Linked DNA regions of Bombyx mori: region 2 is linked to region 1. Evidence: chromatin contacts called from public Hi-C data. All regions are on one chromosome and are shown on one strand. The core of a region is the stretch at or near the end of the contact, and the rest is flanking DNA. Distances in the headings are between cores, read along the strand shown.

The links. A called contact is a pair of places that touch in the nucleus more often than the background predicts.
Region 2: a contact with region 1 is called in a Hi-C map of whole pupa, with 2.0 times the contacts expected there. The contact joins the enhancer-like site here to the promoter of LOC692448 in region 1. A contact is called at or near these places in 2 of 7 Hi-C or Micro-C datasets (both in whole pupa).

What each region holds. Positions count from the first base shown.
Region 1 is chr21:5,876,914-5,882,000 of ASM3026992v2, forward strand. LOC692448 (furin-like convetase) reads left to right here and starts at 3,060. Exons shown (of 13, transcript NM_001043439.1): 1 at 3,060-3,221. The coding sequence starts at 3,060.
Region 2 is chr21:6,066,459-6,071,884 of ASM3026992v2, forward strand. LOC692448 (furin-like convetase) reads left to right here. Exons shown (of 13, transcript NM_001043439.1): 10 at 1,075-1,214; 11 at 2,323-2,441; 12 at 4,132-4,343. Among protein-coding and RNA genes, the nearest start is that of Mir3291, 150 kb to the left of the region's middle. Within about 2 kb of position 3,418, at least 3 of the 8 cell types and tissues checked have open chromatin away from gene starts, as enhancers often do.

The DNA of each region.
Region 1 (5,087 bases), core at 1,810-4,309:
ATAGGCAAATATTTAGATATGACGCGAAATTGCAGCGCACCACGTGACATTTGTGCATACAGAATATAGTATCATGAACTGTCATGTCAATTATGATGCCAATAATAGTTACAGTAAACAGTGCTTTATACAATAATAATTGTTTACTTGTAGATACCGAAGGACACCAGATTAGACGTTAAAAGAACATACGATATCCACTCATCGTACCAGATAATGCATTCCGATAAGACGAGATATGATGCTTGTATGCTTGTGTATTGAGATCACAAAAAGGCAATTCAATGAAATTGGAATAACTTATCTTTGATTTTGTATTTCCAGTTGATTATTCCACATTCCACACTGTGATGTCTATGGGTCCCGCCTACTATCGAGGACGGTGTGAACTTATCCTGCACTGAAATAAAATTATTACATTCTTTGACATTCTGTGGCTTTCCACTTTTTGCAAAATTAAAACTACTAAATTCTGTTACCAGATTTCTTTTTCAAGTTGACTTTCTAAGAATTAATCTAAATCAAAAGATCAATCATCACTAAAGCCGCAACATTCCAGAATTCTTCGAAATTAAAATTTGGCAACATCGTTTTCGTCTCCCGCTCCAATCGCGACGTGCGACCGAGAGCAAAGTAGTGGCAACGAACCAGTCAGCTTCACGTGCGCGGACGTGTAGCTCGCGTTTCACATCGCGAGATCGTGTTATTCACGCGCCATTTGACAGTCGTACTGTGTTCCTCGCGGTGAGTGTTTACTGCAAAACATCACAGTGCCGCGTTGTGGTTCTCTCTGATAACGTAAACACGACAAATAATTTAATAAATAGTGATAACTAGCCGGCGAGATGCGAGAGGTGAACGCTCGTCACAGCGGCGCCGACTCTCACCGCCAGCTATTGTCTAAGTGCCACGGAATCTTGGTCCTTCCCATCGGATTCCATTGATGAAGCATCCGCTTTTCGACGTGGGCTGCACATAAAATTGCACGGATTTGTCACGACGATAGCTAACGTGCCCGATGGAGACAGATAAGATAAACTTCGCGTTTTAATGTTTACCAACGTTACTTTCAAAATTCCATATTTACTTAAGAACTCAATAGTTTTGCTATGTAAATTACAAACTCGTATGGTATGCGTTTGCTTGATTAATTGTGGATGTTAACTGTAAATAGCCGACATTGCAGTCTAGCATCCACACGCGTTGACTGTCCTACTTTATTATGATTTTTTTTATAAATATTTGCAGTCGTATTTGTAAATATTAAAAACATGCTTAGGACAATGTTATGGAAATGAGTTAAGAACGCGTGCCGTCACTCTTAACAACAAAAAGAACCGTTATCTCTTGATTAATTTCGACAACATTTTCACTTTTTTTTTTATTTGTACTCGATTTTAAAGCATTCACTTTATTATCAATGGTTTTAAAATCGGTTAAATACCATTTGCCAAGCTTGCCAAAACTTAACAAGTCAAGAGTTCCGACAATTATCACATTCGAACAAAACGTTCAAGTTGTTCGTGACACTACTGATTGTATTTATATCTCTCACCCAACGGGGTTATCAGTAAATATTTGAAGAATAAACCGTTTCTTTTACCTATTTTTTTTATCTGGTTTGGACAAATTATAAGATGTATATTATAAAAGAAAAACCATATTTCCACAAATTAAGTATGTTCAATAAAAGATGGTGAGATAAATATTCAAGTATTTCCTTATAATCAGTTTAATAATTAAAAAAAAAAACGCAGTAATTACGATCATAAACTGATTTAAAACATAATTTTTCTATGATTTATTGTTTACAAAGAAAAGGTCAGTGAGCATTACTATCAGGAAAGTAGGTTGAAGTACGTTGATAGAACGCAGTGATTAATGATTTCCTTGTGATTCGATAATAAAGAGCGATACAAAGATAGCCCTGTCGGGATCTGTAGCTTTGTCATTCTTATATTATATACTTGACCCAGTTATTACGAAAGTGCTGGCAAGGTTCGTTTCTTCAAGTTTTAATTCACTGAAAACCTATTTCCGTCTGATTGGTAATTTATTTCGAACGAACGTTTTATTGTTAGTCGTTACACAAAAACCGCACCCATTGAATTCGAAATTGGAGAGAAATTCGAATCCCCGGTGACAATTCAGTAAATTATTCCATGTTAGAAGACGTAGTTGGACAATGTCGCAATATTAATTAAACGGCATTATTAAGAAAGCAAATTTATAATGCAATGTTTTTCTGATAACATTTACTAAAAATACCCTTTGCAATTCCAAATCTAAATTAAACGCGAGACTTAATAAGAAATAATTGTTATAACTTTTTTGTTGAATATTTAACATTAATTAACTCGAAGTGCTACGCTCGAAAAGCCGAATCAGGAAATATGTAGTGCAAAAATTTAATTAGGACTTTTCGCACGGTCCATTTTCCTTAATTTGGACACATTCGGTTCGAATGTTTTTTTTTTTTTTAATATTGATAATAATAATTTTTTTATTGCCTTTATAGGCAGACGTGCATACGCCCACCTGATGGTAAGTGGTAACCGTCGCTTGTGGACGTCGGCAATGGTAGGGACAGAGACAAGCCAACAATATTAATAATTAAAACAGGGAACAAGTCCCTCACGGTCATCCGACTCCAAATTAGGATCCCTTGTGTTGTGGGTGTCAGGGCCTGATATTCATACTTATATACGTTAAAATAGACACATATATAGATAATAAATACCCAGACAGGGAGAAAATAAATCTGTTAATCAGACAAATGTTTGTCCGATTTGGGAATCGAAGCCTCGGCAAAAGACTCAGGAGTGCTAACTGCTGGACCGCCCTGTCAGTCAGTTATTACAATAACCAAGCAAACAATTTATTTAAACTTTAGGCATACATATCAAAGATTGACATGAAATAGAAGAGATCTAAATAGTTACAGTCGGAGTGTTTTTTTTTTTAAATATACTATCAGACTTTTTAGGACCGAAGTCGACCTAAACTGTTTTGTGTATGTGCAATGTTGATAAGTACTAGCTGGTGAGTGTGACCGTGCGATGGCGCGCGGTGTTCTCGTACTCTCGATCCTGGTGTCGGTTCTGTCGCACATTGAAACAACACTAGGGCATTACACGCCAACATGGGCCGTCCATATACCGGAAGGAAGAGAAGTTGCCGATGCCGTCGCCAGGGACCACGGCTTCGTCAATCTTGGAAAGGTAAGGAGATTTTTTTTATTGCATACTAGCTGACCCGGCAGACTTCGTAGTGCCTCAATCGATAAATAAAAGACCTAAATTTTTGTATAAAATAAACTTAAAACAAACAAAAGGAATCCGTCCAACAGGGAACACATCATACCTTGAGATATAAGTTCTAAAGTATAATACAACGGCTGCCCCAACCTTCAAACCGAAACGCATTACTGCTTCACGGCAGAAATAGGCAGGGTGGTGGTACCTATCCGTGCGGACTCACAAGACGTCCTACCAACAGTAATTACGCAAATTATTATTTTGGGGGTTTGATTTTTATTACACGATGTTATTCCTTCATTGTGGTAGTAAATTGTGAGCATTTGTTATGTAAGTATTTCATTAGAAAAGTTGGTACTTGTCAGCGGGATTCGAACACCGTTGCATCGATAGATACAAATGCAACGGACGTCTTATCTTTTAGGCCACGACGACTACTGATAATACTGTATCGGATAATATATATTTATTAAAGAATAATGTTATTTGAGATGTAAGTCACATATGCCACTAAGGAGGTTTATATTAGCTCACTGAGTTTCTCGCCGCATCTTCTCAATGGATCGCAATTCCGATCTGGCGGTAGATTGTGTGAAGCACTGCTCTTGCTAGGGCTAGTGTTAGCAAATCCTCTCAGGTTGAGACCGTGAGTTCACCTACCCGTCCGCGCGTATCTGAAATATCCCCTTAGGCATCAAGATATTACGAATCTCGATGCCCTTAGGCAACCAGTGAATAGGTAGGGACAAAAAGAAGTTGTCTACAAATTGATTATCAAAACTGAACGTTCGTTTCTGTCGCGACTCAAGGCTCACCTTGACATCCGATTTGGTTTTGGAAATCAATAGATCAGACTTTACCGAACATCTTATAGCCTTGTATCAAAAGCTTCGACATCAAAGAACAAAGTACATATTTTCATGAATAATAATATCGAGCATCCAACACGAGTGTCTGAATACAATTTCCTTTTTCTAATTAACGTCGCAAATGAATAGATGTAAATTTCGTTGACTAGACCGGTCATTTATAATAATGATAGCTTAGCTATTGCCAGGTCAATAGGTAACCTTGAATGGTTCGTTACGTATTCGTGACTGCTTTCCGCCATTGTACAAAACAATTAGGAGTTCCACAAAATGAATCAATGATCAATTTTTGACATTGACCGCTTAAGGTTGACCTCAAAAGAAAGTAAAACAAGGTAGAATGGCCTTAAAATTCACAGCGGTGTTTTCGAATTTGTAATTCAAATTAATCTTATCCTGCTCTAATGAAACGGCTCAAGAAAAAGTTATAATAAAAAAAATACAGCGAAAATTTCATTTAGACTAACATGAATGATGATGAATTAATAAAAAAGTTATTACATTTCATTGTGAATCTATACCATTCTCGAAATCACTGGAACGCACACAAAAAAAAATTAGTTCACTAACATATGTACACGCGGACAGAATAATTATACATATGTATACTGAGATCTCAGAACTTATATTTCAAGGTGGGTGGCGCATTTACGTTGCCCATAGGCTCCAGTAACCACTTAACACCAGGTGGGCTGTGAGCTCGTCCACCCATCTAAGCCATAAAAAATGTTTTATTAAGATTTAGTTTAACAATTGCCATATTCAAGATATCGAGATCGTTTTACAAGTGAATCGTGTTGCTTGTATTGTACTGTGATAAAATTAGTGCGTTATTTCTAGAAAACTCTTGTAAACTGTGCAAGACCAACCATTTTGACGACCGCATTCCATTGAATAGCATCGTTTACATATTTACACAACTCATGCGCTTCCAATGTGAAAATAAACACAGACAACGTGT
Region 2 (5,426 bases), core at 2,168-4,667, 190 kb after region 1:
GGGGCTAGACGGAAAAAAATCTTACGAAAAGTTGTCACGACACTTTTTAGATCCGTCATTCTGACCAATCAACGTGTAGGCGCTTATCGCGTGACATTGCTCTTATCCGATTGGTCCGCGTAATGAGTACAGTTTCTCGAGATAGCGTTTCAACAATAGTAATTTAGTTCATAGTATTGTTTTTTTCTTCTTCATAATGCCGTAATTTATTATTATAACTTAAAAAAAAAATTACAATTCCTTCACTAATTAATCGAAAGGAACTTCGTTCCATCCGGGTGTCTCTTGACACCCCTGAAGTTTTTATTTATTTATATTCATTCAACAAATTATTGGCTATTTCTGCATGATTTTCGTTTATATTGTTGTATTAATAACTTCATAATCGAAACACATTTCGATGTCTTCAAAGGCCTAAAGATTGTCAGTTTATCTCAGCAGTTTTCCCAGTAAAAACTAACCAATATTGAGTATGCCCACAGTTAGATCGTATGATCTTAAAATATTCGCTCTAATATAAACATCCAGGGCGGAAATAAATATTGTTACGTTATAATATTTATTTCCGGGTCCGGATAAATAAAATTTCACCAAAGTACAACTAAAAAACTGTATTCAACACTTAGAACACTTCACAAACACTTTAAAACACTTAACCAACACTTTAAAACTCTCAATTCGCTTGTTCCGCTTCGCTTCAGGTGATTCGTTCGCTGTTTCGCTTCGAGTAGTTCCGATTACTGAATGACTGCGTGCCATACCTACAACGCTTTTATACGCCGATACGTCATCCCCAGAATTATCGAGAATATTCCACACATCTCTAGTAGCAGTTTCTGCTATCTCTCAATAGATGGCGTTGTACTTTTCGAGCGTACTATGTGCTTCTAGATCCTTCGACATTCGTTCGACTATTCGGTGATAGATGGCGTTACTCTTACCGGCGTAACCATATGTTTAATGGAACAAAAACGTAAACGTAAATATAATCGGATTTGGATGAGGACATATTATTTAGATACAAGCTTATGCTCAATTTAAGAGGATTACTTTGACTAAAAAATGTTCCCACAGCTGGCCGTAAGTTCGTGTCCCGGAGTTAATTACTTAGAGCACGTTCAAGCCCGAATTTCTTTATCGGCCGCGAGAAGAGGAGATCTTCGCATCACTTTGACTTCGCCGGCTGGAACTAATGTCACTTTGTTGGCGCCTAGGTAAGGGAAAATTGCCTATTATTATTATATATATATTTTTTTTTATTAGTAGGGTGGACGAGCTCACAGCCCACCTGGTGTTAAGCAGTTACTGGAGCCCATAGACATCCACAACGTAAATGCGCCACCCACCTTGAGATATAAGGTCTAAGGTCTCAAGTACAGTGAATCGTCGTTGCATTTTGCTGTGACTATCGCGAAAATTATATACTAAAACTTTCTCTTCAAAATTTGTTTATTGATTTAAGAGTAAAAGTGATGTGTTACCAAAAATAAATGACACAATTTTAAGACTCTTTGTTATTCGATTCTGTTGTCTATTGCTAATTAGAAAATAAATACGAGCGTAATTCGCTGCCAGTGGGCAGCGGCTTACCCTTGGCATTGCTGATGTCCACGGGCGACGGTAACCACTCACCATCAAGCGGGCCGTATTTTCGTTTGTCTACAAGGCCAAAATAATCGACTACATTTACAATAAATACGGTATTTAACCATGCAGAAATTCATTAGGAAAACATATTTACTTATTATAATTAGATCAACGTCTTGAATCCTCAGCTTACTATTCATAATGTGGTATTGCGATGTAATTAGATTAGGAAACGTGACGAGACTCGGTTACCACTAACGAAGAAATTAAATGTTGATTCTTATTCGTTCATTCATTTACTAAATCGAAGAATGCTATCTAGATTTATAAAGTATTGGGAAAATATTATTTTTTGTTTGTTTGAATTTGGGGATATTGCATAGTTTCTTAAATTAAAAACACCACAATAAATTTGGAGAAATTAAACAGCAAATCTTCTATAATATAAAAATGAATTGCTGTTCGTTAGTCTCGCTAAAACTCGAGAACGGCTGGACCGATTTGGCTAATTTTGGTTTTGAATTATTCGTGGAAGTCCAGAGAAGGTTTAAAAGGTGAATAAACATGAAAATGCTCGGAATTAAATAAAAATAACAAATTTGTTTTTCCTTTTTTTGTTTTAAGTTTATTTTATACAAAAATTTAGGTCTTTTATTTATCGAGTGAGGCACTACGAAGTCTGCCGGGTCAGCTAGTTCGCTTATAAATAATTTGTGGTAACTTTTTCTTTCGTAGGCCGCATGATTCTTCGCATAGTGGCTTCAATTCGTGGCCTTTCATGTCGGTCCATATGTGGGGTGAAAATCCGCTGGGCGAGTGGCAACTGGAGGTCACAAATGAAGGCCGCTACATGGGTACGTACTCTATTTATCCAATGTTAAATGACCTGTCAATAACAAACTGTAGCCTTTTTTCCTCGGCCAAGTTTCATTCAAAGGAATCGGGCGTTACGGCGTTTATCGGCTTTGGAATTACTGGAAGCTTAACAGATATTACAAAAACATTTTACCATCAGTAACTTTTGCGCATTCACGAATATAATTCATTGTGTTTTTTTTTTAATTCCTTTTCATAGCATTCTACGAGAAACGTTCACCAATAATAACCCTCATTCGTATGCCGCCTGGAAACAGTTAACACTAATTTCTAAACCGTAGGCCGAGCGTCGTTGCAAGAGTGGTCATTAACATTATACGGGACTAGCACGCCTGCCGCGAAAAACGATCCGATACCATTCCGGAATCCAATCATACGGAACAAGGGGAACGCGTCGCGGCCCGTCGTCTTACAAGCCGGCCGCAAGAACAACAGGGGGAAGATAGTTCCTGTAGCGCCGACTTACAGCGTCGGTTTAGTCAAAAGGAAGAAAAACAAGAATTCAAAGAATCCGAACAGGAATTCGCAGAAGTCGAAGCAGAGCAGGCCCGGGACGAGGACGACCCCGACCCCCTCTGCTGTCCCCCCTGTCCCGGCTGACCTCAGCTTGCACCTCCGAGCTGACACCCCCCCAGGAACGGACGCGCGTGGCCGCAAGATGTCTAACCTGTTCGAGCAGTACCCCAAGATACAGAGGATATACCCCGCGCCGCTACAGGCCCACGGTACTTCTGCGCCTGTGTCGTTCACCTCCACATCTGGACTGGCTGACACACCCCTACAAATATTCTGGCTACAATATAATAACATTTTAAAATCGATCGAACAGCCAATTATTTCTTGGCTAAAATTGAATTGCCGTGTTCAAGAGACTCTGGGTTATATTGAGAGCGTCAAAGTTTTGATATAATTTCGTCTACACGTAAAAACAACTAGCAATTTTGTGAGCCAGTCCAGCGTGATTGTATCTACAGAGGTCAGCGGCCTGTGTGCATGTTGTGTCCCGTCTTGTTTGGCCTAGAGCATGTTTTGCCTAGAGCTCTGCATGTGTTTTTGCGTTTTTTTTTTGTTGCAGATCTTTAGTAAACCTGTCGTTTAGAAGACAATTCTTATTACAACGTTTAGTCGATTGTTTAATTTTGATTTTTTGTTGTTATTGTTGTTGTTTCGAGAAAGTTCTCGCCCGTAACTTAATAATATTTGATTTGATAATGAACAAAAGTCTGTACTAATCGTAACTCGATCAATTAATATGAGAACTTTCTTCTTATTTATTCATTATTATTTGTAGTGTTTCTTTTAATTTCGCTTTAGCAGCTTCTGACACTTACCTTAATATTACATTTACTTACACACATCTTTTTATACTTTTAAGTAATTAGTAATCAACGGTTTTTATATCACGTTTAATTTAAAAGATTCTTCGATCCAAATTTTAATTTACCTACGTGAATTTTTGTTGTCGTTATTAAATGAGCCCCAAATAAAAATTTGCACTGTGAACTTTGGTATTGATAAGATAATTTGTCATGTCATTGTTATGAAGTTCCAATTCCCGATAGCATCTTTGCATCAGCTAAAATAATGATATTTAACTTATTCTCACATATGTGACCGTTAAAAAGCGTATATAACTTTAAGATACTATACAGTACAATGGTTTTACAGAAGCCGGCACTTTAACTCAATGGGAGCTGATTTTCTACGGAACAGAGACACCGGCTCAGGAGCAAGACGTGTCACCGGAGACCAACTCTTTGGGTGAAAATTCTCGGGTTGACACGAAACCTTGGACCTTGTCTGAGCCTGAATCTATTGAAGAAGTAAGACAGAACGCCATTGATGATGATCTGGCTCTCGTTTGGCATGACTCTCAAACGGTACGTCATAGTATTAAAGTTCATTAATAATTTGAAAAAAATTAGGGGGAATATCAACGAATCCGTCACACATGTGAAATAGAACCTGAATACCAAATATCTTTGATCAATACACCGCCTCAAATCGAAAATCGAGCCATGGCCTCGTAGTACTGTTGTCGAGGTAAATAAACACTTGACCAGTGGTTTCTAAAGTTTTTAATCTTGCCAACTTTATGACGTATTAAGGTTACCCAATTAATAAATTCCGTTAATCCCGTTCAACATCGTTTTCACGCCGGGTTTTAATGGTAATGCTAGGTTTAATATTTGCCATCGTCATTTTGAAGTATTATGTGCCATAATCAAAACAACGTTTAGATTCTTTGCGATTTGTTAAAAATATATGTCGTCACACTTGTATTCATTTTTGTAAATTCTCTTCCGCAATGAAATCTAGTCTCAAATGAAGAATTGAAGATGTTAAAACCCAAAACAAAATTTACGATATAGTTAGGATCTGTAAATGCTATTGTTGAAATCGATATTCTGACAGTGTATTTTTGTCTGAATTTCCTTTGCAAAAAAAAGCGATATTTTTTTGTAATGTAAATTTTTAAGCTTTATCGTTCATCGTGCGTTTAAAAACAAAGCGAATAAACGTTCCGGTAATCCTCTTTCGTAATCCGCGTTGCATTTAAAAATAAATCGTATTGTTTTTTTATAATTTCGTAACAAGAGAACACGGGCTCTGCTATAGCTAATTGGATTTAGCCAATGCTTTTATTTGTTACGCATTATGTTCAAAAAAAATTACAGCCTATTCGGTTTTAGGTGGTTATCGGAGCCCATAGATATTGTCGATGCCATATTGCTTTGGTGGGTGGACGAGCTCACAGCCCACCTGGTGTTAAGTGGTTACTGGAGCCCATAGACATACACAACGTAAATGCGCCACACACCTTGAAATGTAAGTTCTAAGGTCTCAATATAGTTACAACAGCTGCCTCACCCTTCAAGCTGACTTTACTGCTTCACGGCAGAAATAGGCGGGGTGGTGGTACCTACCCGCGCGGACTCACAAGAGGTCCTACCACCAGTAAT